Linked DNA regions of Mus musculus: all the other regions are linked to region 3. A link is a contact called in public ChIA-PET, Hi-C, HiChIP or PLAC-seq, capture Hi-C and promoter capture Hi-C data. All regions are on one chromosome and are shown on one strand. The core of a region is the stretch at or near the end of the contact, and the rest is flanking DNA. Distances in the headings are between cores, read along the strand shown. Region 1 holds the start of Ube2z (ubiquitin-conjugating enzyme E2Z). Region 2 overlaps Slc35b1 (solute carrier family 35, member B1). Region 3 holds the start of Zfp652 (zinc finger protein 652). Region 4 holds the start of Ttll6 (tubulin tyrosine ligase-like family, member 6). Region 5 holds the start of Igf2bp1 (insulin-like growth factor 2 mRNA binding protein 1). Region 6 holds the start of Calcoco2 (calcium binding and coiled-coil domain 2).

Region 1 (4,316 bases), core at 78-2,577, 320 kb after region 3:
AAGTTTCAAAATTAATAGCTCAACAGTCTTATCTTTTGCCATGCAATTGGTACCATACTAAGTGAGCACTTTTGCAAAACATATTTATCTATGAAGTGATACGATCTAAGATCGGTCACCCAAGACACAAGCACAGACAGGCCCTAGGCCTTTTGTTCCTGTATTTGAAGGGAGTACATCTGCTTTACAAAAGTAAACCAGACAACCTTGGGGGTAAATAATAGGAAAAAAGTTCTTGACTAAGATGTTACAATCCAGAGTGATAGTGAGAGATGGTAGGAACGCAGAGTTTCAGGGACAGGTGTGAGGGACAGTTTTGGGGTGATTGGAAAGGGGGTTCAAGAAATGATCTGGAAAGTCAGGGAGGCTCTCTAGACCCGTGGAAAGGGCCATATGGTGGGGAAACGAGGTAAGGAAAGGTAAAAAGGAAGACTGACTCGAGTCTGCAACTGGGCAATGCAGGTAGAGGATGTTCCAAGCGGGGACTCCAGAAGAGATGGAGAACTGATGGGTGGGGCCTGAGGGCAGCCTTTAGGTAAGCTGGTGGGGTAGGTTAGAGGGGAAGTGCGAAGGGCGGGACCGAGCGTTACAGAAGAGCAAAAGGGTCAGGTTTCGGGTGAACGGGAGGGGGTAGGGATAAGGCATCCGGAACGGAGCTGCAGGGCTCACCGGAGGTCGCTAAGGGGCGGGGTAGGCCCGAGGGCAATCGCGGATCTGTTTGGGCTGTAGGGCCGGGCGCTGAGAGGGCGGGAGGGAGGGAAAGGGCGACACTTAAGGCCCCCGTCAGTAGAGAGGCCCGCAGGGTTTGGGCCTGGAAGACGTGAGGCGGGAGAGAGCCCCGATGGGGAAAGGTGGGGGGCGGGGAAGGTCGAGCCCTGGAGCTCCGGGGTGAGGGAGGAAAAACCCCCGGCTCACCGCTTAATCCGAAGTAGACACTGTGGCGCGGTTCGCTCGCCGTCCCAGTCCGAGCTGAGCGTGGGGTCCCAATGGCTAAGCAGCGCGGCCCCGTGGGCAGCGGCCGAGGGCGGGAGTCCTGGCAGCGGAGCCAGGCCGCTCCCCGGTCCCCCGGCCCCGCCCGCCGCCGCCGCCGCCGCCCACACATCCGGCAGAAAAGGCGGCCCGAACCCGCCGCCGCTCCCGCTAACGCCGACCACACCGGCAACACCACTCGACCCTGGGCCCGCCGCCCCGGCGCCAGCCGTCGCCGTCGCCGCCTCCTCAGTCGGACTCTCCGCCATCGCTGCTTCGCTTCCGGGACTGCTCAGCAGCACGTCCGCCGACCAGAGCGGCCGCTGCTCCCGCACCACCGAGAGCCGGGCCAGAGTGTCCCCACCCTCGGCTTCCCCAGCCCGGGTGGCGCTGGCTCCGCCCACCTCCGCCCGGACCAGCGAGAGGCGTGCTGCCAGAGCGTCCACCCACGGTCCTCCAGAGCGGGGGGCGGGGGCTAGCGGACTAGCTGGCGCTCCAGGCCAGCGCAGATTCTGCGCCCCGCTGGAGATGCTGGTAGCCTTCCATGGTTAAAGGTTTTATGTTGGGAGAGTTGATGTCGGAGAAGACAGTTCAAAGAAGATGGAGAGACCCACAGCTTCTCTTTTAAAGGGAGGGACCATCGATGTTCAATCCTAGGGTAGGACTAAGGTCCACCTTCCCTGTAGGGCAATCGAAAGAAGAGCTTGAGTAGTTTAGGGCCCTTCACATCCCTACGGCTCTGTGCTGTATCATGTCTGGTCTTCTCCCCCATCGACTACTATTGTCGCCTGACTGCGGATGGACTAAGAGGAAGAACGGAATCAGAACGTGCGAATAAAAGACCACCTCATTTGAGTTTATTCGATATTTATTTATGAAGGGCATACTAAAGGCCAGGAGCTGTTGCTAGGCATTGCCCTGGAGATAATGACACAGAAGTTGACAGCTTGGTAGAAGTCAAGCATCAGGCTTGATTCCAAGCTCAGTACCTTTTCTACCCGCTAATCCTGGAGTTACGGGTTTGAAATTCTCAATTTCTTAGAACTATATTGAGATTTGTAATACGAAAATTAACTCTGACTAAGGGGAAAAGACCTTAACCTTGTTCTACTGACAGGAATATGAGTCTGTGTGTGTGTTTGCTAACTGTAGGAAAACCAGAGGTACCGCATGACTGAGAATTTACACAACCCTTTCAGCTGGTCTGAGACAACATCCGAAACAAACACATTGATACTCTATAGCAAAGTGTATGAATAGTTTTTGAGACAAGGTTTCCAATATGTAGCTGCTTACCTCAGCCTTCTTAGTGCTGAGATGACCGGCATAAGCCACCACACCCAATGAAATATTCATATTAACTTTAGTACATTTATGAAGATTCATTCTAGAACAAACAGCCAGAGCCTCACTTTGGATCTTGTTTTTTTTTTTTTTTCTTCTTCTTTTCCTCCCGAAGAAGCCTGGCTCCTGTGGTGGCACAGCTCGTAAGCTAAGCACTAGAGAGGTTGAGGAATGATGAGGGAACTATCGTACATAAATAGTTGAGGCCACAAATTGAGTTCAAGGCAATCTGGGCAACAAAGGGACACCCTGTCTCAAAACACAAAAACCAACAAGTGAAGAGCCTGCGTTCTGGACATTTGTGCGTTTTCTCAAATGGTCTGGGGGCGGGGGTCTGGGAATAGTGAATACATTATGTTTTGAAGCTGCCATTAATTGAGTGCTTAAGGCTACACATTGTTTATCTGCTTTATTTTACTTGTTCCTCTCACCAGCTCTGTGATAGAAGGACTGTTATTAGCCTTTTGTGACAGAATGACAACAGACAGACAGAAGGTCAGTCACACACATAGGATCACACTGAGAGCAGGGGGCAAAGCTGCATCTGGTTCCAGATGTTGTCCTTTTTGCTACACACACACATGCATGTACCTAGGGCTCTAGCTTGTGTATTATTTGTGAATTCAGCTTAGTAGAGTTCATCTTAGGACTGTAACATGAAATAAAACTCATTAGTATACTATTTTATAGAGGTTCCATGTTTTGTTGATGTATCTTTGTTTAGGTTTGATTTTTTATAAAATGAAATAACACTTTATTAAAAATTATTTTGCACCGGGCGTGGTGGCGTACGCCTTTAATTCTAGCACTCGGGAGGCAGAGGCAGGCAGATTTCTGAGTTCGAGGCCAGCCTGGTCTACAAAGTGAGTTCCAGGACAGCCAGGGCTACACAGAGAAACCCTGTCTCAAAAAACCACCACCACCAACAACAAAATTATTTTGCTGGGCAGTGATGACACATATGGCTTTAATTCCAGCAATCAGGAGGCAGAGGCTGGCAGTTCTCTGAGTTTGAGCTCCAGCCTGTTCTACAGAGCTAGTTCCAAGACAGCCAAGGCCACAGGGGGAAGATAGCTCTGGCTTTCCTGAAACTCACTCTGTAGACCAGCCTGGCCTTGAACTCACAGATCTGCCTGCCTCTGCTTCCTGACTGCTGGGAGTAAAGGTGTGCACTAGAACACAGGGCTGCACCCATACTTTTAAAAGTGACAACACTGTCCTTGTTTGTTTGTTTGAGACAGGGTTTCTCTGTGTAGCCTTGGCTGTCCTGGAACTCACTCTGTAGACCAGGCTGGCCATGAACTCAGAAATCTGCCTGCCTCTGCCTCCCAAGTGCTGGGATTAAAGGCGTGCGCTACCCCGCCTGGCCTAGCTGAAGAAATCTTAATTACTTAACCTCTCCAAATCTCTGCTCCTCGTAGTAAGAGTGGGACAAGTGAAGATACTAAAAGCAGAAAATATGATCGTGAATGAGCACAATGACTGCCCAGGGCCAATAATAATTATTAACTCTTATTATTCTTACACATCCTTTAAAGCTGGTTAGACTTCTACTTTCTCTGCCAAGCCATAACATCTCCAGGCATATTATTATTATTATGTATTAGTTTAATTACTCCCTCTTCAGGTTCTTATGGTTGGTTATTCATGCCTTTATTACAACTCTTGCGAGTTTTATTTCAGTGGTTTGGTTACTCCAGTCTGACCACTGCCTAGGGCCTCCTCTAGAGCAGGAAGACTGCACACCTAGCTCTAGGGCCTAATGTTCAATAGATACTGCACAAAGGTCAGGAGGATGGAAAGGAGGCCCAGCATGGTAGCCACTGGCCCGCCCCCTGGTCACAGTCCTTTAGCATTTCACCTCTTCTCCTTCTCTTCCTTAGGGATGAGTGTTTTCAAAGTGATGAGCCAAACTTGCACAAAGAACCGGCAAATCAAGGGGTGGTGAACTGCCGGAGATGGCAGGTGCTTAAAGGGCCAGCTCCCCAGGCGCCATGGGAGCA
Region 2 (4,197 bases), core at 1,172-3,671, 360 kb before region 3:
AGTCTCAGCTTCCCAGACTCTGAGATTATAGACCCAAGCCAAATATACCCACCATCAGTCACTTTGGCAGAAGAAAACCATTAACTTCGAAGCCTTTCTTGGAAAATCAAGTTGGTTTCTGTAACTAGATAAAAGTTTGAGAAAGATGCATACCAGGCCAGAATAAACTCCACACATGGTTCCTCCCCCCAGCTGCCCTCAGGGTGTTTAAGCAGGGCTGCGTGCAGTGTGCGGGTAAGCATAAGACACGCAGGTCACCTCTTCTCTTTTTAGGGATCCTGTTTACTGGGGAGCTCTGGGAGTTCTTGAGCTTCGCCGAGAGGTACCCGACCATCATCTATAACATCCTGCTCTTTGGCCTGACCAGTGCCTTGGGTCAGGTGAGGTCCTTGGAGGAGGCAGCTTGGCTTCCCTCCTATGTGGTTCAGAAAGAATGGCTGGGAGCAGAGGGGAGCAGTTAGCCCTGGTATGGGTGGCGACCTCAGGGCTGTGCTCAGTCTCACTCTGCTTCTCTTTTTAGAGCTTTATCTTCATGACAGTCGTGTACTTCGGTCCCCTGACCTGCTCCATCATCACCACAACCCGGAAGTTCTTCACCATCTTGGCTTCTGTGATCCTCTTTGCCAACCCCATCAGCTCCATGCAGTGGGTGGGCACCGTGCTGGTTTTCCTGGGTGAGTTCTACCCAGAGCAAATGCCTGTAGGGGCCACAGAGGGAAAGCAGCAGAGACTTACCTTGTTATTTTAGAGGAAACTTTCCTAAAGGAGAAAAGGAAGCATTCTTTGTGATGCGGCCTCCCTCCTGTGCATTCCATCTTAGTGATGCCCTTTAATGTCATGGGCATTCAGGATCCTGAGTGGGACAAAGTATGGTATTTACTCCCCTGCTAACGTGTGTGTGTCTGTGTCTGTGTGTCTGTGTCTGTGTGTCTGTCTGTCTGTCTGTGTTTATAGGCAAGCTATAAACAGCTGGCGAATTTTGATTCTGATTTTTCTTTTGGTGTTGGTGTGTGTGTGTGTGTGTGTGTGTGTGTGTGTGTGTGTATGTATGTATATGTGTCTGTGTGTGTGTGTGTTTGTATGTGTCTATGTGTCTGTATATGTGTGTCTATGTATATGTGTGTGTGTCTGTGTGTGTTCCCAGTGTCTTGGTGACTTGTCATTTGTTGGCATTCTCTTGTCTTTGAGGAAGCTATATACAACTAGTCATCCAAAGTGTGTTATGCCCAAAACTGGGCACAGTGATGCCCACCTTTAATCCCAAAACTTGGGAAGCAGAAGCAGACAGAAAGGTCTCTATTTACAGAGTGAGTTCCAGGAAGCTAAATCTATGTAGCGAGACCTTGTCTCAAAACAAACAAAAACAAAACAAAGTTGGCTGCATCTAAAGCCACACCTTAGGGAAGCTAAGCTGACTTCCTTAGGCCATTGGCAGGCTTCACGTCCTCCTGTGGAATTTAAGTAGCTTTTCTCCTTTCCATAGGTCTCGGTCTTGATGCCAAGTTTGGGAAAGGAACAAAGAAGACCTCCCACTAGGAAGAAAGAGGCTTCCTCTACTCCAGAAACACTTAAATTATTATCTCGAACAGTGGCATCTTGGGAAAATGGACTCGGGTCATGATAAGGGATTGGGTTCCAATCTTTTTATAAAAAAAAAAAAAAAAATCAAAGGAAGCAAGATGGAATATTCTAAACAAAGTGCTTAGGGTTTAACAAGATGTGTTGCTAATTTCTGATTTTGCACAAATAAAGAGAAGAAAGGCAAGCTGGAAGTGCGAGACCCTGCTGCTGCTCGCTGGGCTGGGCTGGGCTGGGCTGGGTGAGACTGGGTGGTGAGACTCCCCCCCCTGGAGTGCACAGAAGTGTGTGTGAGCAGGGGGAGCTCTGGGAGTTGGCAGGATTGAGCCAGCAGCCTCTGTTCCCACAGGCGAGCTCTAAATATGCTGAGACAGGTGGCTGGCCCTGAGAGCCAGGGGATGTAAAATCACTTCAAAGCACGGAGGCAAAATGAGTTGCCAAAAAAAAAAAAAAACCCGAAAGGTGTGTTCTCAAGGAACACCTTGAGGTTGAAGTGGGCCCAGGGCCTTAGAATCTGCTGGCTTTTGTCTTGTTCCCCACTGCCACCCCTCAGCCAGAACTTAACCCAGAACCTGTGCGTGAATCATGAACATGTTTCCAAGGCTCCTGAGCATGCTTTCCCCGACTTCTCCCTCCCCCTCCCCTGTCCACCAGGCCCTCCGGGGAGCCTGGATTCATTCCTCTATTCCCCTACCCCCTTCGGCAGAAGAATCTCAGTTCTCTGCCGTTCTAGCGTGCCAAGGTGTCACCATGCCAGCTTCTGCCTGTTGAAAAGGACGCTGGCGGAAGGCAGGGTGGCTGAGTCCTGGCTCAGAGCAGCTGTCAAGTGCTCTGGGTGGTAAGGGGGTTGGGGGGAGAAGGAGGAGCATGGAGCAGAGCCACCTGCCCACTGCTGCCTTCAGAGCTGGATCACAATCCTCCAAGGACCAAACTTTACACATGAAAGTGCATTGCCACCAGCTGCAACTTTCTTTCCATCTGTTGTAGCCCCCACCCCCCCTTGGCTCTCCAGATGGGAGCCTGGCCTCCTTCCTGTGTGCTGCCTCGACTGCACCCTCTGCACAGCCTCCTAAACCCTTCCCTTCTCAAGCTTCTAGGGGCTGGATATCACAAAGTCCCATCTCTAAGCTCCTCTTCTTTTGAACTCCTTTCTTTTAGGGAGAGTTTTAAATCCATTTAGTGGAATTGACTTTTTCCTCTACCCCTCTCCCTGTTGGTTTTTGTTTTTGTTTCGTTTTTTTTTTCATCATGCGGAAAGTGGTTGGCACTCACGGAGCCTTCCTGGGTGTTCTTCTGTGGGTCAGATGGTGGTTAGATCCTGTTGGCAAGGCCAGGGCCCCCACAGGTGGCCAACATCTGTGTCTACTGTTCTAACAAGAAAAATCAGTTTCCCGGCCACCAAACTTGCCCTTTCCACCACTTTCTCCATGCCCTTTAGCTGTCTTGAAAGTGTCCTACGCTGGTCACCGAGACAAGACTGCTTTCAGCAGCTTGAGATTAAAAGGCTCATGGACTCAACTTGTCCTTCCAGCTGCCTGCTTGGGAGTCCAGTTCTTGGGCATTCCTGGCTGCTCATCTGACCCTTTTGGTGCCACCTTCCTTGAACATGCAGGCACTTCAGTGGTAGCTTAGACTGGTGCTTGCCCCTGGGAGGCTCACGGTCCAATAACAGGCTGGAAAACAAAACACTACATCTCAAAAAACAGGAAGGTGTCCAGGCAAGGTGAGGCTTGACTATTGTGTAGGAAGATGAAAGTCTGGGCGGATGAGCGTTGGCCTTGCTGCCAAGCGGGAGAAGTGCCTTTCAGCTGCCCCGAGCTCTTGCCTGGTTTGCTGTGTTCAGTTAACTTCAGTGAGAGCATGTGGCAGGACTGTGGTTTTCAAGCAGGGCAGCATTCTACTCAAAGAGACCTAAAAGCTATGCTGCCAGCTCGTTCAGCCTGCCATGCTCACCTGCTGGAGCATGGGAACGGAAAGCCAGCATTGACAGAATCAGTCCTATTGTCTCTAACAGGCCAGATACTGAAATACCAGGCAAGTTCAAACAGGCGATGTTGATCTGCTAACCCTGGGCAACCTGATGCCTCAGGTTTCGAAAGATCAAAGGACCTCCTGCAGTTAATTCTCAGCTATGTGCTGAAGGAGGAACCCAGCCTGCAGACATCCCTAAGCCCCGTGTTTTCACCAGGGCTGCATTGTACTTAACTCTGTTTTGGTCCCTTTCTCTGTTTGGATCTCTGTGCTCAGGCTCCTGACAAACTGATTTTCCACTTTGGCCTACAACAAGGAATGGTGACCCACAAGTGCTATTTGGGGTGTAATCTTAGGGATTGCTCTTCTGGAATTGAACAGAAATAAAAAAAATTATATTGCTTTTAAAAGGATGTAGAAGGGCAGGTATTAGGTATTGCTGTCGATCATGCAGAAGGAACAGATTTCGTACCCTCGCTCCCCTGTAACACACTTGCAAGGAACGTTGAATAAAAGTCTGTGTTTTTTTAGAGATAGGAGAACCTGCGAGCTGAAAGGTAAGGTGATCAGCTGTAGGTTTCTGGTGTGTCTTCCAGTGGTTGTCTCCTGGACCTCGGCCCGCCAAAGGAGGGATGTGCAGCCCCTCGG
Region 3 (3,735 bases), core at 361-2,860:
GATGGGAAACACTTACCTGTTTAACAAGGATGTGACCAAGTGCTTTGTATAAATGCAAATCCTCTGATTATTTATAAACTAGAGAATTGGCCAGACCTTACAGTTGTGTAGTTTGCTGCTTGGCTCCCACTTTTTGCATTAATGGACAATTTAAGTGGACTATTATTAGTGGACTATTGTTGCTACAGTTTAGGATCGACAGTACCAGAGTCAGGTTAGAAGTAACCGTATTTATTGGTCTCTTTATGAGCCTCGTTGGTTACATGTTCTCTTCCCTAACAGTGTATTCGCTTTATGTAGAGCAGCTCAGCAGGGTCTGAGTGACTCCTGTTACCTGTTAAAGTTACATAGCAGTTCAGCGTCAAGTGTACTGAACAGTTTCTTACTAAGGTTATTTCGTAGCAAGATTTCACTCACTTCAGCCGAGTAGAACCAATATATTAAGAAAAAGCCATATCATTCATCCCAGGCCTCGGGGGGCAGAGGTAGGCAGAACTCTGTGAGACCAGGTGGCCTCGTCTGTACAACAAGTTCCAGGACAGCCCGGCTACATAGTGAGACCCTCATCTCAGGAGGAAGAAGGGGGAAAGTTAAGCTTTGCTTATTTTAATTAATTAAAAATTAGCCCCAAAGTTTTGCAGTAGGTACTAAGTAGATGCTGAATAATAAAAATGTCTCTGGTGCCCATCACATGACAGACATTCAGTAAATACTGTTTTCCTTCCTTTTGTCAACTCGACTATACAGGTCCTCCATTGTCATTTGTATGACTCAGCTGCAGGGTAGCTGGCAAAATAGCAGTATAAGCATGCTGCAAGCAGATTGTATGCCCGTCATTGTTTTTTCATGGATGGTTTTAGTTTTCTTAGAACCGTGCCGACCTGGTGGTGACTGATTCTCAGAATTTTGACTTCTCTGCAACTGACACATGAAAAGTCACCCAGTTGTAGCATGGCTGTGCACCAAGTGTCAACCGCCTCAGCGGTGCTCCCATAGCTGAGGCAAGTTATGGTGACGGTTCATTTATAATTATTAAAGGCCAGGTCGGTTTCCTTGTGTGGTTGTGCCAGTTAGCTGCTCTAGTTCTGTGGCCTGCAGTGCCCATGTGGCTGCCCTTGTGTGTGGGTTCTCACTCTGGTAGATGTGGTGGCTGATGCTGAAGGAAACTGCCAGTATGACTCCCTTGAGTGTTTCATGGCCTTTTGTATCATGAGACTGATACCAGCAGACCCTGCAGCATCCAGTGTGGCAGACATCATGTGGTAGTAGGTATTTCTTCATCAAACACATGCTGTCTGCTTTAAAGATAGTTTGGTGAATTTGACAGATATGGCTCTTGGTATGATAGAATTTACATTCTAACTGAAATTGGGGACTCATACAAGCCTGTAAAATAATATCCATTTCAAACCATTTGAGGAGAATAATGAATCAAAGTGTATGGAATGTAATGATTTTAAATTTTGTGTGTTGTGAGGAATTCCATGGCCTAAGAAGAATATGGTGATATAATTTTTTCCCTCATTTTTTTTTCTCTTTATAGACAAGATGCTCCAAGTCCCCTGCAGTTCTCTTCGAAAGAAGACGAGGAGTGCTCTGCGCCTGCCGTAAGAACAGCCCTTTTTGACTTAAGGTGGCGGTGGTGCTGTGACACAGGAAGAACTGCATGCAGGCTGCAGGAGTTTCTTATTCTCACTTCTTGAGTAGTTAGTTCTCCGTGGAGGGAGAAAGATTTGAGTCTTAATTGCCCTGTTTTCAAGGTGTTCTGTGTCGTCTGAACTGGGCCACTTCCTAATGAGCTACACAGCCAGTCCTTGTCCGGAGCTGGTTGAACCCTGTGCAGTGCATGCAGAAGGAATGGCCCAGGAAGAGAGCCATCGAAGTCAGGCGCCACCCACCTTCTACCATGGTGCCAGCCAGGAGCTCGACCTGTCCACCAAAGTGTATAAAAGGGAGTCTGGAAGCCCTTACTCTGTGCTAGCAGACACCAAGATGAGCAAACCACATCTCCACGAGACGGAGGAGCAGCCATATTTCAGGGAGCCAAGGGCAGTGTCTGATGTGCATACTGTCAAGGAAGACCGGGAGAATTCTGATGACACGGAAGAGGAGGAGGAAGTCTCTTACAAAAGGGAGCAGATCATAGTGGAGGTAAACCTTAATAACCAAACATTAAATGTCTCTAAAGGGGAAAAGGGTGTCTCTTCCCAGTCCAAAGAGACGCCTGTCCTTAAGACAAGCAGTGAGGAAGACGAGGAAGAGACTGAGGAGGAGGCCACAGATAACAGCAGTGACTACGGAGAGAACGGACGGCAGAAGAAAAAGGAGAAGCAAGTGGAGAGAGTCAGGGTTACACAGAGGCGAACCCGGAGAGCGGCCTCTGCTGCCGCAGCTACCACTTCCCCTGCACCCCGCACAACTCGAGGCCGTAGGAAAAGTGCAGAGCTACCCAAGAGGAAGAAGCGGGCCACCAAGGAGGCTAAAGCGCCAGTTCAGAAAGCTAAGTGTGAAGAGAAAGAGACTCTGACCTGTGAGAAGTGCCCCAGGGTGTTTAATACTCGCTGGTACCTGGAGAAGCACATGAACGTTACTCACAGGCGCATGCAGATCTGTGATAAATGTGGCAAGAAGTTTGTCCTGGAAAGTGAGCTGTCCCTTCACCAGCAAACAGACTGTGAAAAAAACATTCAGGTAGGTCTCACCAGCGGAGGGCAAAGTTTCCAGGCTAGGACCTGGCTGTTCAGAGTCATCTGGTGTCTGCCCAAGAGGATAGAGGCTGAAGGGACAGATTTCACCAATTATCACTTTAGACTCTGCTGCTTGGGTCTTTTCAAAACCAAGGCTTAATCCTGTCTTTCAAAAGCATTACACTTAACTGACGATGGATTAGTGAGAACCAGGTGCACTGGAAGGGGGATTGGTTATAGATGACTGACTGGGATGTAAAGTCAGCGCCGACTTTGCACTGAGAGTCTCTGTTGTGGGACCTGTGAGATAATTCATTCTGGCATCTTCTGTCACGGTGGGAGGTTTGCCGAGTGAGGGCCAGGAGTAGAGAAAGGTCCTTTCCAATTAGAAGGATGTCAGAGTCTAGTGCAGCTGATGGGGACAGAGACCATGACTCAGACCTGTGGAAATGGAAGATCTCCTTACACCCGTGGAGAGATGGCAACACTAAATGTGTCAAGAGGCAAGCCCGTGGGAATATGCAAACCTTAAACAGAGGCTGAGCTGTTTGAAAATGTTGCTTACCTGGCAGTAGGGTTACATAATAATGTTGCTGTACAGTGCTGCTGATGTAACAAAGCGTGCTATTCAAACCACTCTGGTGTCTTGGAAAGATTGTACTGTGACAGGTTAAGAGGTGTTGAATTTATTGCAGCTATATTGGTGTATGTATATGTTTGTGTATTAATGGATATTCATACATGGTAAGTCTGTTATGTGTCCATAAGATGTATATAATAATTACCATATTGAAGCTAACTTTAAAAGATAAATTGTTTTACTTTTGGTGTGGGAAGTTTAATTTTCTCTTTTAGACAATTGTTTTTAATCAATAACTGAATGCCTTTCTTTAAAGAGATTTTTGGTTTTTTTTATAAGCCACTGATTTAGCTTGTAAATCATGACATGATAGAGGTATGCTGGGTAAATAAAAGAGACTCTGGCCATGTTCTCCAGCAGGTGCCTGGGCAGAAGTTGGTTGCAGGGTCAGTCCAATGGAGCATGGTT
Region 4 (3,740 bases), core at 514-3,013, 380 kb after region 3:
CCCCCCCATCCCCAGCTTGAAAATATGTTTTAGGATGTTTAGAGACTATTAGAAATGGAAGCAACTTATATGACCAGCAATAAGGCAAGGGTTGGTTCTATGGAATGTTTCCTAGCCATTAAAAACCAGGAACCAGCTGGCCATTGATGTGGCTCAGTAGGTAAGTGTGTTTCACAACAAGCCTGACTACCTACCTGAGGTTGATCCCAGAACCCACATAATAGGGGAACCAACCCCCACAGGTTTGTTGTCCGCTAACACACACACACACACACACACACACACACAGACAGAGAGAACAAAAATATACCTAGGGACATGCAAACGCGCCTTTATGATATATTATGTGGGCAGAAAGAAGGTGCCAAGATGGTTAAAATGATGTCAGAATAATTACAATTAGAATTTAAGAATTCACAGCCAAGGCAAAGATGCTTTGGTAGAGTAGGTGAGCCACAGGTGATGTCTGCCCTCCCAGCTTTAAGGCCTCCTTTATTTAACATGATTTCAGCAATAAACTGAAAGATAAAGATATTCATTTTTAAAAGCTTTGATCCAAAGGATGTGTATGAGCAGGGCAGGCAAGTAGATGGCAAAAGGCCTGTGGACACTAAAGGAGAGAGAGAGGCTGGCATGTGGGCACTAAAGGAGAGAGGCCTGTGGGCACTAAAGGAGAGAGAGGCTGGAGTGTGGGCATTAAAGGCGTGGAGGTTGGTGGGGAGGAGAAGGGAGGAGGTGGGAGCCTTGTGAAATGGGCCTTATGGCCATATGAGCCTTGGTGTGAGGGCTGTGATCTGAACGGGGCCAGGAAAATCTGGGTTAGGCAGAGGCAGAGGCAGAGGCTGAGGCAGAGGCAGAGGCAGAGGCAGAGGCAGAGGCAGAGGCAGAGAGGCAGAGGCAGATGGGGCAGAGGCAGAGGCAGAGAGGCAGAGAGGCAGAGGCAGAGGCAGAGGCAGAGGCAGAGAGGCAGAGGCAGAGAGGAAGAGGCAGAGGCAGAGAGGCAGAGGCAGAGGCAGAGACTGTACTCCTAAAGAACTGTGAAGGCAGAACGCTGTGTGTGTGTGTGTGTGTGTGTGTGTGTGTGTGTGTGTGGTGTGACAGAGAGAGAGAGAGAGAGAAAGAGAGAGAGAGAGAGAGAGAGAGAGAGAATGAGAGAGAGAGAGAGAGAGAGATCTCAGCAGTTAAGAGTACTAGTTTTCCAGAAGCTCTTAGTTCCATTCTCAGTATTGTTGGGAACGGACATCTGTTGATTCACAGCCGCCTGTGCATCTTATTCGTGCCTGCATCTTGCCTTGTGGGAAGTCGAATGCAGCACTGTAAGGGTTAACAGAACTCAGCCCACCTCCACTGCCCCCTCGGGACTCAGTCCCTCAGATAGAAAGGCTTGAAGCTGAGTTCTGAGGCTGTCTCCAGGCGCACTCTGACTTTAATAATAAGATTGTTTACCAGGTGGTACAGCGCATAGCAGCAGCTCGGCCTCTTTCAGAAAACCCCAGATGGCCAAAACCAAAGCTAGGGTTGGCTAGGTGAGTCCCCAAGGTCAGAGTCTTTGCCAAAGGTGGAACTAGCTCTCTCCCTGAGCGTGCACCAAGCGCGCATTTGGAGCGGGGAGCATTTTTTATAAACTACAACCAGTTGTTTGGGAACGGACATGAGCAAGGGAGGAGCGCCCCCTTCAGGTGGACCCACACAACTGCTGATCGCTCTGCCTTCTCTCCAGGGAGGACTGATGTTTCCCCAGAGCCTCCTCCAGGGCTAGGAAGATGCTACAGTGCCTGACTTCGGAAAGTGAGGAAGGGGCTGAAGAGAGGGAGGAGAGTTCCACAGAAGATCTGGAGGAGCTAAAAGAATTTGTCACCCTGGCTTTTGTGAGAGAGAACACACAAAAGAGGCTCCAGAACGCACAGCAGCATGGTAAGAAAAAGAGGAAGAAAAAAAGGTTAGTATTGAAAAACGAGGAGTTTCGGGGCGTGTGTGTGTGTGTGTGTGTGTGTGTGTGTGTGTGTGTGTGTGGTGTCGGTGTTGATAAGAGCAGGAAGGGCCCAAGGGAAGAAGGTCTTGGCTGATGAGAGGAAAAGGGGACACAGGGCTTGTCTCCTCTGGCTCACACCAATTTCAGTGTTCTGTTTTATGGCATCCCATAATAGTGTGCATAACCTCGAATCACACCTTGTACTTTTCCTTCTATTTGTGTTTGCAATGCCTTTTAAAGACTGGGTGGAGAGGGAGCTCCTTGCTGAAGGAGCAAGGAAAAAATTTCCCTTCCTAAGCGCAAGCTCCCGTGTGTCCTGGGAATTTCACATACTTGCAGTGTAACAGGACCACAGTGACTTGCCAGCCCCGGCGGCTGGCAGCTGCAGCTTGCGCATTCCGTTTCTGGGTTAATACTCTGCTTTGCCTTGTAAGAGAGTATTGTCTATCTTCTAAATGGCTTCCCTTAGTGGAAAGGGGGAGACAATATTTTAGTAAAAAATATGTGCCTTTTAAAATTTCTCAAACAAGCAAACAAACCCCAAAATAAATAAATAAAATAAAATTTCTGTCCCCAATGGGCTGATGGTGTAAAAGTACAGGGACCACTGGGAGTGTAGCCTAGTGTCTAGTGCCTCACTTTCAGGCAGGAGGCCCTGGGTTCAAGTCCCATCACTGACAAAATTAAAAAGGGGGTTGAGGCAATGGTGTTAACACAAAATCGCAAGCAAAGGCAATTGTAACACATGGAGTAACGGAACTGTGAGGTGCATGGCTTGGTGTGGCCACTGGGACACATGTGTCTGGCCCCAGCCCTGTGTTCTGGCCTGGGTATCTGTCTGTGTCTTGCTGTCTGCCCTTTTCTCTTTTCCAGATGATTGGTGATCAATCTATCTAACTGCCGGTATGACAGCGGTAAGTATCTCTGTTCAAGGGGTCTGTGATGGAGACTGAAGGGTGGGGAAGGGGCCAGTCCTGGGCATGCCCGAGGGTGATAAACAGGGTCTCAGAATGCTTGGAAGTCTCCTGAAAATCACAGGGGCATTGTGCACAGCCCATAGTCTTGCGTATTTACGTACATGTTTGTTGACAGGGCTTCACTGTGTAGCTCAGGCTAGCTCAAGACTCAACTATGTCAAATGCTGCCCACCCCCAGACCCCCACCTGCCTCTGTACTAGTTTATCTCACTGATTAAGCCTGGTTATGGTTAAGGATTAGTTTGCATCCAGGGTTTAATGTTTGGAGACAAGCTAGAGGACTCTTTCCTGGGAAAGGGAAGCCAGGGTGAGTCTAACACTCACCCCATGTAGCCTCAGATGTACCCTTCAATAACACTATTCCCCACACTCTTTGCTCCATCTACAAAGACATTCCAGTCCCAAGGAGCCAGCTCTCTAATTTCAATATGTGAGAAAGGGACCTCCCAGCACAGAGCTCTTTCCTGCTTCTGTCCCTTGCCAGACTTTTTTTTTTCTTCAACTCCTTCACAGTGCGCAGGGCCGCCCAGCAATATGGCCTTCGAGAGGCGGGTGACAATGATGACTGGACTCTCTATTGGACCGACTACTCAGTGTCACTGGAGCGAGTGATGGAAATGAAGAGCTACCAGGTACGTCCCTCCCTGGACCTGTGGCATCTGGCCAGTGGCAGCCCCGTTTGTCTCGCTGGCTCCCCTAGCCCTGCTTTGAATCTCAGCCGGAATCGCTTATGAATTCCGTCTCCCTTTGCAGAAAATCAATCATTTTCCTGGGATGAGTGAGATCTGCCG
Region 5 (3,727 bases), core at 663-3,162, 260 kb after region 3:
ACCCCAATCCCAAGTTGTTGGATTTCTTCTAAAGCTATAAAACAACCACTACACGATCCTAGCCAATCTCTCCCAGCCCCCAACATCCGGAGTTGGGGGTGGGGGTGGAAAGGCCAGTAATGGGTTTGTTCCACTGGAGACGCTATGGACCCCTAAATATTACTGTTTCCCAAAAGGAACTCTTTTCCTACCTTTGTTTTTTGGGGACTGAGTGTTCAATCTCTAGACGTTTTCCTTGCAGTTCTACTTTCCCTGAAGATTTAAAAAAAGAAAAAAAAAAGAGATGAATGAGTGTAAAGAAATGGGGGAGGGATGGGGTGGAAGGGTGAGTAAGGGACATTAGCTAAATTCTAGAGTTCCTGGGGCCTCCTAGAAATCCAGGCACCAGCTGCAGAGGCCTGTGGGGGGAAAGGTTGCTCCGGGTTTGGTAGAACCCGTAATTTCGTTGGGTTTTTTTTTTTCTTCAATTTTTTTCGTTTTATTTCCATTAATCACGTGGGCTGATTGAGCAGCCTGCTCAGATTTGGGAAAGGTGTGAGCGTTTGTGTGAGCGCGCTTGCTTCGGCGGCTCCAGAAGTAGAAGGAAGGAGACAGGCGAAAGCAGGATCGTTTCGCGAAGTGGGGCGGGAGTAGAGAATTAAAACTTTATTTTCCAGCAGAGCCACGGTGAAGGGCTTAGGCGACCAGGCCGGGTCGGGGCCACAGGGCTAGCGGAGGGCCCCCGGGGCGGCGCGGCCCGGGGCGGAGGGTCCCTCGCGGTAGCCGCGCGCCTCTCGGCCCAGCCTCGGCGTCTCGGGAAGCAGCATGGCGACCCGCCGCCGCCACCGCCACCGCCGCCGCGCCACCCGGCTCACGCCCCACTTTCAAATCAAAATGGCTCAAGCCCCAGGCCTTGGGCGGGAGGCGGGAGCCCCTTCCTCCCACGTCCTGCCTCAGGGCTTAGTCCCTAGTTAAAGCGGGAAGAGCTGAGGTGCGCGAACCCCCATCCTGGAAAGGCCCGGGACGGAGGGCAGGGGCTTTGGGGGTGCTCTAGCGCATGGGGGGCTGACTAGGGGCGGGGGGGAATCGGGGAAACCACGCCTATACCCGAACCCCAGTGTTCGTGAGACACCCCCACCCCCACCCCCACCAGTTGCCAACCGGGGCTCCCGCCCCGTCGGTGGGGAGGGGTGTAGGGAGCCGCCACGAGCGCCTCGGGCTGGGGGAAGGGGTGAGGAAATCCCGAATATCTCCGCGCCGGGAGAAGGCGTCGAGGGAGGCCGGGCGAGGCTGGGGACCGAAGACGGAGGCCGAGCCCTCCCGGACCCGGGAAGAGTTGGCCGGCAAGGAAAAGAGGAGCTGCAGGTCCCCGTTGTTCCGGGATTTCGTGTGTGTGTGTGTGTGTGTGTGTGTGTGTGTGTTTTCCGGGGAGGTGGCCGCGCTCTTACCCGAGAAAGTTTCGATGGCCTTCATCGCCCAGTGCTCGTCGGGGCAATCCACGAAGGCGTAGCCGGATTTGACCAAGAACTGGCCGCTGTAGGAGATCTTGTGCTCCGCGAATACTTTCTCCAAGTCTGCGGGGGTCACACTCTCGTTGAGGTTGCCGATGTAAAGCTTGTTCATGGTGGCGGTGGCGGGGCAAGGACACGGTTCCAGGCAAGGCCGAGCCGGGCGGGCGCGGGCGGAGAGCCTCCTAGGCCGAGAGGCGTGGAGACGGGCGGCGGGAGCCGCAAACTTTCTACGCACCCCACCCCTGAAGTTGTCCGGAGCTCCGGGCGGGTGGGCGGCCTGAGGGCACGCGGGGGTCACGGGAGAGTTTGGGTGAGCCCGGGAGAAGTGCCCGCCGAGTGCAGGGGAGGCTGACGACGACGCGGCGCGGCTCCTTCCCTTCGGTCCGAAACCCCTGCGAGCGGGCTGGTGTGTCACGTTTCTCCGCGGCCGCCCTGGCGCCGCCTCTAAATAAAATCGACTTGAAAAAAAAAAAAAAATGGAGCAGGAAAAAAAAAAAAGGCGAAGCCACGTGGTGACAGCCCCCACCCACCCTGCAGGGAAAGACCCCCGACGCCACCGGGCCCCTTGGCCCTCCAACCCGGACCAACCCAACAGTCTCCAATCTTGGGGGCGGCACTCAGCGCACCCCACGGGTAAACCAGGAAAGTGGAAGCAGAGTTCCCCCCCCAGCTCTCCTATCCCCCTCCCCCTTTGCAAGAACCTGGCCCCTAAAGCGGCGCCCCGCCCCCACAGCGACCTGCACGGGGGGGGGGGGTGGCGGGGGGAGGGCGGTGGCGACCCAAATCCCCCCAGTTCTTAGGAATAAAATGTACGGTAATTTTTTTATTCGTTTTGTGGAGACTGGGCTGCCCACCCCACCCCGGCAAACTGCTAGCGACTGACAGGCGGGGGACTGCCGAGACAGACAAAGAGAAGCTGAGGACTCTGGGGTCTTCAGGAGGGGGTCGCAGGAACCGGTTATTTAAAAGGAAAGACGCCTTTCCTCTACGTTTCTAAGTAGGGGGTCACTGTCTTTCCCGCTACACCGCTAGACTTCGCTGGCCTCCCGGGTCCTGATTCAGGGGACCCTGAGAGCGCGGGATCGGGAAGCTGCGGACACGGGACACGAGAGACAGCGCCTGAAAACGAGGGACCCGCAGGAAATCATGTTTCGGGATCCCCACTGGAGAAAAGCTGGCTTGCACCCAGTCCAGCTGCTGGATGACAACACTCCAGCATCCTTGGGGGAAAGCCTGCACGACCCGGCTCGAGAGCATCCTCGAAGATCAACTGGGTGGGGGAAAAACGACGAGGGGTGGTCGCACCACCGATCGACCCCGAACCGGAGGGGTTGGCTTCAGAAGGGAGGGACCGGGTTGAGCTCCGAGGTCCCCCTCGCCCTCCCCACGCAAGGAGCGGACAGGTGGCGTCGCCCGCCTGCGTCCGCTCTACCCGCGATGCACTGAGCGATGGTCCATGCGCAGGCTGTGGGTCTCAGAACTTAGTTTTGGGGTGCTGGATTTTGGAAGGCCGCCGGGGGAGGGGGTGCAGAGGCCCCGCCCACGTCCCCAGGTCAGCCCGGGGCGGGGAGGGGGTAATTTCCGCTCCGCGCTTGAGGAAGCGAGCAGCGGGGGAGGGGGCTGCGGCCCTCCCCCCTCCCCGTGGGGAGGGGGAAGTGGATCCGCCCAGGTCCCTTCCCTCCGCTAGGACCGACGCGTTCCGGATCCTCAGGCTCCGGGAGCCCGAGGGAAAGACCGGACTGGGCGAGGGGCGACACGTGGGCGGTCGCACCCCGTCTGTGAGGTGGGGGAGGGGGCCGCGCGCTGGGAGTCCCGGACGCGCAGCGGAGCGCGGGACGCGTTGCACACTCAGTACCGGGATCCCCGGCTCTACGCGGGGGACACCCGAGGTTCCAGCGGCTGAGGCTGGATCGACGCCAGAGGGAGGTGGAGAGCGAGGCACGGAGACCCTGGAGAAGCCCCCTGCCTGGCCACCGCGGAGAAGGGGCCGGCGACAACACCCCTAGAAAAAGGGATGGTCCTTGAGCCGCTCGAGTCTGCAAGTGGGAGGAGGGTTGTCGGGGCACGCGTTTGAGAGGGCAGGTGAGGAAGGGGGTCACTCTCCCCTTCCCCCGTCCCGATCCCATTGTCTCAGTCGCCTGCGGCCCGGGCCGCCTCCGTAACACGTGTTGACTGCACCGATATAAATGGCTTGGATTTTTTTATTGTTATTTTTTTCGTTTGCAGAGTCTATAAGC
Region 6 (4,227 bases), core at 676-3,175, 360 kb after region 3:
CTCCCCACCCACTCCCATTCCTGGTTCAGGCATTCTCCTATACTTGGGCATAGAGCCTTCACACGACCAGGGGCCTCTCCTCCCATTGATGAGAGGCTAGGCCACCCTCTGCTATATATATAGCTAGAGCCACAAGTTCCACCATGTGTTTTCTTTGATTGGTGGTATACTTCCAAGGAGCTCGAGGGTACTAGTTACTTCATATTGGTGTTCCTCCTATGGGGCTTCAGTCCCCTTCAGCTCCCTGGGTATTTCTCTGGCTCCTTCACTGGGGACCTTGTGCTCTGTCCAATGGATGACTGTGAGCATCCACTTCTGTATTTGCCTGGCATTGGCAAAGCCTTGCAGGAGAGAGCTGTATCAGGCTCCTGTCAGCAGGCTCTTGTTGGCATCTGCCTAGTTGTCTGGGTTTGGTGGTCTTATTGTGAAGCAAGGCAGCAACAGCCAGGTCTACTTCTCACTCAGGGTAAATGGGCAAACTACAGTTCTAAGTTTTTGGAGAAAAAAAAAAAAGTAAGTTCCAAACACTCAGAGCTCCTGACAGTACCCAGTAAAGCACTTGGTCTAGGCATCCCTAATCTTGCATGATAAGTAAGCTACAAAGACCTGATAGTTACAGGGCTGGAGAGTTGGCTCAATGGTTAAGAGGTCTTCCAGAGGATCTAGGTTTAATTTCCAGCAACTGCAAGGCAGCTTACAACTATCTATCCAGTTTGAGGACATGACACCCTCACAGACATACATGCATACAAGCAAAACGCCAATGCACATAATATAACAATTTCAAAAAGAAAAGACCTAGTGTATAAAATGTGTAGCCCTGGATGTCCTGGAACTCCCTGAGGTAGACAAACTGACCTTTGTCTACAATTTACAGAGATCCACCTGCCTCTGCCTCTGCCTCTCAAGTGCTACCAAGTGCTGAGATTAAAGGCATGAACTAACAACCGCCTGGTAAATGAAGTCCTTTGTTATATGAGTTTTTTCTTTTGCAAAAAATAAGAAAAAGGGCTCAGAGGTTGAGCACTGTCTGCTCTTCCAGAGGTCATGAGTTCAATTCCCAGCAACCACAGGGTGGCTCACAACCATCTGTACTGAGGACTAGTGCCCTCTCCTGGCTTGCAGGCATAAATGCAAGCAGAATACCGTGCACTTAATAAATAAATACATCTTGGGGCTGGATAGATGGCTCAATGGTTAAGAGCACTAACTGTTCTTTCAAAGGTCCTGAGTTCAAATCCCAGCAACCACATGGTGGCTCACAACCATCTCTAATAAGATCTGATGCCCTCTTCTGGTGCACCTGAAGACAGCTACAGTGTACTTAGATATAATAAATCTTAAAAACAACAACAACAACAACAAACAACAACAAAAACAGACGGGTCCTCCCCAAAGTTTAAAAAAAAATAAGAAAAAGTCTGTTAAGTTATAATATAACATCTCAAAATTATTCTTCTAAGCTCCATCCATGGTCACCTGAGGCACTGACAACTTTTCCACTTGGGCTGCCTAGAGCAACCTACAGTTACAGGACACAAGTGGCCAGAGCCCTGGAAGGCCATGGTGGGTGACACAGCAAGGCTAGGTTTGGAACCTCAGCACACTGGGGTGATGGGTCTGGGTACCACCGCGAACCCATACATAGGGCCACTGCTGCAGGACCCTGACTCCTGTCAGAGACGAACCCAACAGGTCTGGTCTCTGGAAAAACCAGCCAGAATTTCTCAGGACTCGAAAGGGGTCCCACGCCCTCCCAAACCCACTGTGGGTAATCGGAGCACTCCAAGACGGCCTAGGGTGATGCCGAAGCCCCCACACCCTGCCCTGCCTGTAGACCCTGTCTCAAGGTCTGAATTCCGGGATCCAAGGGCTCAATTGCACCCCTTAAGGTACTCACCAGGAACAGCAGCCAGCAGCACTAGCGCTGGGAAAGGCGGGTGGGCGAGTTTAAGGACTGAAGGGATGGGCAGGCCCGGCCCACTGAGTCACAAACCCCGCCCTTGCCGCGGGACAGCTGGGACATTTAGTGCCTTTTTTGAAGAGCTGGATTTGCCTTTTTTATCACCCCGATGGCAAACTGGTTTTTTGTTGTTGTTCTTGTTTGTGTTTATATTTTAATTTGCTCAAAGCTCATATCCTTGAAAGGGCATTGAGAGTTCATCTAGGGCTGAGCGGAGGTGGCACATGCTTTTAATCCTACCACTCTGGAGGCAGAGGCAGAGGCAGGCGGATTTCTGAGTTCGAGGACAGCCTGGTCTACAGCGTGAGTTCCAGGACAGCCAGGGCTACACAGAGAAACCCTGTCTCAAAAAACCAAAAAGAAAAAAAAAAAAAAAAAAAACCCAAAAAAACCAAAAACCAAAACACTTTGGTCACTAATAGTCCTATAGCTGCAGATCAGACTCTGGCATTTTAGTCTGATACACACACACACACTTGGTAGTAGATACCTCTAATTCCAGTTTTTAAGCACAGGAACACAAGGTCAGCAGTTCAGGGTTAGATTTGGTCGCCAACCAAGTTTGAAGTCAGCCTGGACTATCTGAGACCTTGTCTATTAAAAAAATAATGCTCACTCCTGTCCTGAAAGAAAATCTGTTAAACTCCTTTTTGGGTCTTCTGTGACTTGACTCAGAAAGTCTTTTTTTTTTTTTTTTAATCCCCATTTTATATGTATGAGGGGCCAGCTTTGAATTTATGGAGAGAAAGTTGCCCTTGTGCTCTAGAGCTTTCTGGTATCCTCAGGTCCTGAAGGAAAAGGCATGTGACTTCTTCATTAAAAGTCTCTTTACTGTAGACACAGAATGAGCAGAGTCTCCCTCCCCTTCAATCTTTCTTTTTCTTTTCATGTTTTTGTTTTGTTTTGTTTTAAGACAGGGTTTCTCTGTGTAGCCCTGGCTGTCCTGGAACTCACTCTGTAGACCAAGCTGGTCTCGAACTCAGAAATCTGCCTGCCTCTGCCTCCCAAGTGCTGGGATTAAAGGCCTGTGCCACCACTGCCTGAATTGTGTGATTCTTATCACAAGCATGACTTTGAACTCAAGGCAGTCCTCCTGCCTCAGGCTTTCAGGTGCAAGGATTACAGATGTGAAACACCACCATGGCTGCTACCTTTATTTTTTTTTGTAATTACCCATAGGAGCTGGGCAATGGTGGCGCATGCCATGTACAGAGAAACCCTGTCTCAAAACAAAGCAAAACAAACAAAAATTACCCAGAGGATACCAAATGCACGTTGCCTATGGAAGATTAAGTTCCGAAAAGTCCCTTCCCTTCTCAAAGGCGTTCCGAGCGTTTGAATCTGGAAGAAATGCTCTGTATCACATAACCAGAACATTCATGCTTCTGAAGTACTTTTAGATTTAAGACAGGGAAAGAAACATTCTAATTCTGCCTTCTAGGAACATCTTGGGTACCCTCCTGCAGACTCTCTGAGTGCCTCTTCCAATGTCTGAGAATATCAGATTGGTAAAATGGTTCCATCAGAGAATCACTTGTTGCACAATCCCAGGGACCCAAATTCTATCCCAAAGTCCAAGGAAAGGCAGAGAAAGAAAACCAACAGGGCAAAGCAGCCTGCTGATCTGCATGGGCACAGCGCTACCAACCCTTCACCTATTATCATGAACTCACAGGCACACACTCTATTAACAATGAACAAATTTTAATTTTTGAAAATAAGATTTGAGAAAATTAAGGTCTTTCTGCACAAACCTAGGCAAAAGGATGTCAAATCTATTAAGATTGAGAAAATAGCTGAGCCGGGTGGTAGTGGCAGTGGTGGCACACACCTTTGATCCCAGCACTCAGGAGGCAGAGGCAGATGGATCTCTGTGAGTTCGAGGCCAGGCTGGTCTACAGAGTGAATTCCAGGACAGCCAGGAAACCTGCCCCCTCCCCCCCAAAAAGGCAAGGAAGACTTGCCAATCAGGATCATACATGCCTATAATTTTGGCACTAGGGAGGCAGAGGCAGAAGGATCTTTGAAAGTTTGAGGTAGCCTGGTCTATACTGTAGTAGAATTTTTGAAGAGCCATTGCACCTGGCTTTTACTCCTGAGTGAAGGCAACATAACCTTGAGGTAATTGGCTTGCAAATAACCAGTGATTGTTATCTGAGATTCTAGGGCTTGCTTTCCTTAGGAATTTTCAGTCTCTTAGCACATAACTGCAGTCACTGGACATTCTTTGAATAAGTAGAAGCTGAATAATGACTGGTTTTGTT

Evidence for each region. A called contact is a pair of places that touch in the nucleus more often than the background predicts. ChIA-PET counts read pairs in DNA pulled down with a chosen protein or histone mark. HiChIP or PLAC-seq counts read pairs in DNA pulled down with a chosen protein or histone mark. Capture Hi-C pulls out chosen DNA fragments and counts their contacts.
Region 1: a contact with region 3 is called in an RNA polymerase II ChIA-PET map of effector CD8 T cells, with 20 read pairs. The contact joins the promoter of Ube2z here to the promoter of Zfp652 in region 3. A contact is called at or near these places in 1 of 39 promoter capture datasets (3T3-L1-derived adipocytes), 3 of 115 datasets of contacts at active chromatin or transcription factors (bone marrow-derived macrophages, effector CD8 T cells and memory CD8 T cells) and 2 of 9 other capture datasets (embryonic stem cells and liver).
Region 2: a Hi-C map of cerebellum shows a contact between it and region 3, with 2.3 times the contacts expected there. The contact joins the enhancer-like site here to the promoter of Zfp652 in region 3. A contact is called at or near these places in 1 of 39 promoter capture datasets (hippocampal neurons), 3 of 484 Hi-C or Micro-C datasets (cerebellum, nephron progenitors and palatal mesenchyme), 3 of 115 datasets of contacts at active chromatin or transcription factors (effector CD8 T cells, embryonic stem cells and memory CD8 T cells) and 1 of 9 other capture datasets (pancreatic islet).
Region 4: a capture Hi-C map of embryonic stem cells shows a contact between it and region 3, with 2.1 times the contacts expected there. The contact joins the promoter of Ttll6 here to the promoter of Zfp652 in region 3. A contact is called at or near these places in 1 of 39 promoter capture datasets (cranial neural crest) and 1 of 9 other capture datasets (embryonic stem cells).
Region 5: a contact with region 3 is called in a promoter capture Hi-C map of liver. The contact joins the promoter of Igf2bp1 here to the promoter of Zfp652 in region 3. A contact is called at or near these places in 1 of 115 datasets of contacts at active chromatin or transcription factors (bone marrow-derived macrophages) and 1 of 9 other capture datasets (liver).
Region 6: a contact with region 3 is called in an H3K27ac HiChIP or PLAC-seq map of embryonic stem cells, with 5 read pairs. The contact joins the promoter of Calcoco2 here to the promoter of Zfp652 in region 3. A contact is called at or near these places in 1 of 39 promoter capture datasets (cranial neural crest), 1 of 115 datasets of contacts at active chromatin or transcription factors (embryonic stem cells) and 1 of 9 other capture datasets (embryonic stem cells).

What each region holds. Positions count from the first base shown.
Region 1 is chr11:96,064,037-96,068,352 of GRCm38.p6, forward strand. It overlaps Ube2z (ubiquitin-conjugating enzyme E2Z), which reads right to left and starts at 1,328. Exons shown (of 7, transcript NM_172300.3): 1 at 916-1,328. The coding sequence starts at 1,238.
Region 2 is chr11:95,390,005-95,394,201 of GRCm38.p6, forward strand. It overlaps Slc35b1 (solute carrier family 35, member B1), which reads left to right. Exons shown (of 9, transcript NM_016752.3): 7 at 274-380; 8 at 521-674; 9 at 1,484-1,772. The coding sequence ends at 1,536. Among named protein-coding and RNA genes, the nearest start is that of Slc35b1, 7.2 kb to the left of the region's middle. Within about 2 kb of position 2,422, at least 94 of the 459 cell types and tissues checked have an H3K27ac peak or open chromatin away from gene starts, as enhancers often do. A contact at or near this core is called in cerebellum and hippocampal neurons, where this site is marked.
Region 3 is chr11:95,747,457-95,751,191 of GRCm38.p6, forward strand. It overlaps Zfp652 (zinc finger protein 652), which reads left to right and starts at 1,611. Exons shown (of 5, transcript NM_201609.2): 1 at 1,611-2,691. The coding sequence starts at 1,795.
Region 4 is chr11:96,132,023-96,135,762 of GRCm38.p6, forward strand. Ttll6 (tubulin tyrosine ligase-like family, member 6) reads left to right here and starts at 1,764. Exons shown (of 15, transcript NM_172799.4): 1 at 1,764-1,939; 2 at 2,849-2,886; 3 at 3,463-3,581; 4 at 3,703-3,740. The coding sequence starts at 1,764.
Region 5 is chr11:96,004,032-96,007,758 of GRCm38.p6, forward strand. Igf2bp1 (insulin-like growth factor 2 mRNA binding protein 1) reads right to left here and starts at 1,913. Exons shown (of 15, transcript NM_009951.4): 1 at 1,428-1,913; 2 at 192-252. The coding sequence starts at 1,602.
Region 6 is chr11:96,110,037-96,114,263 of GRCm38.p6, forward strand. It overlaps Calcoco2 (calcium binding and coiled-coil domain 2), which reads right to left and starts at 1,926. Exons shown (of 6, transcript NM_001271018.1): 1 at 1,901-1,926.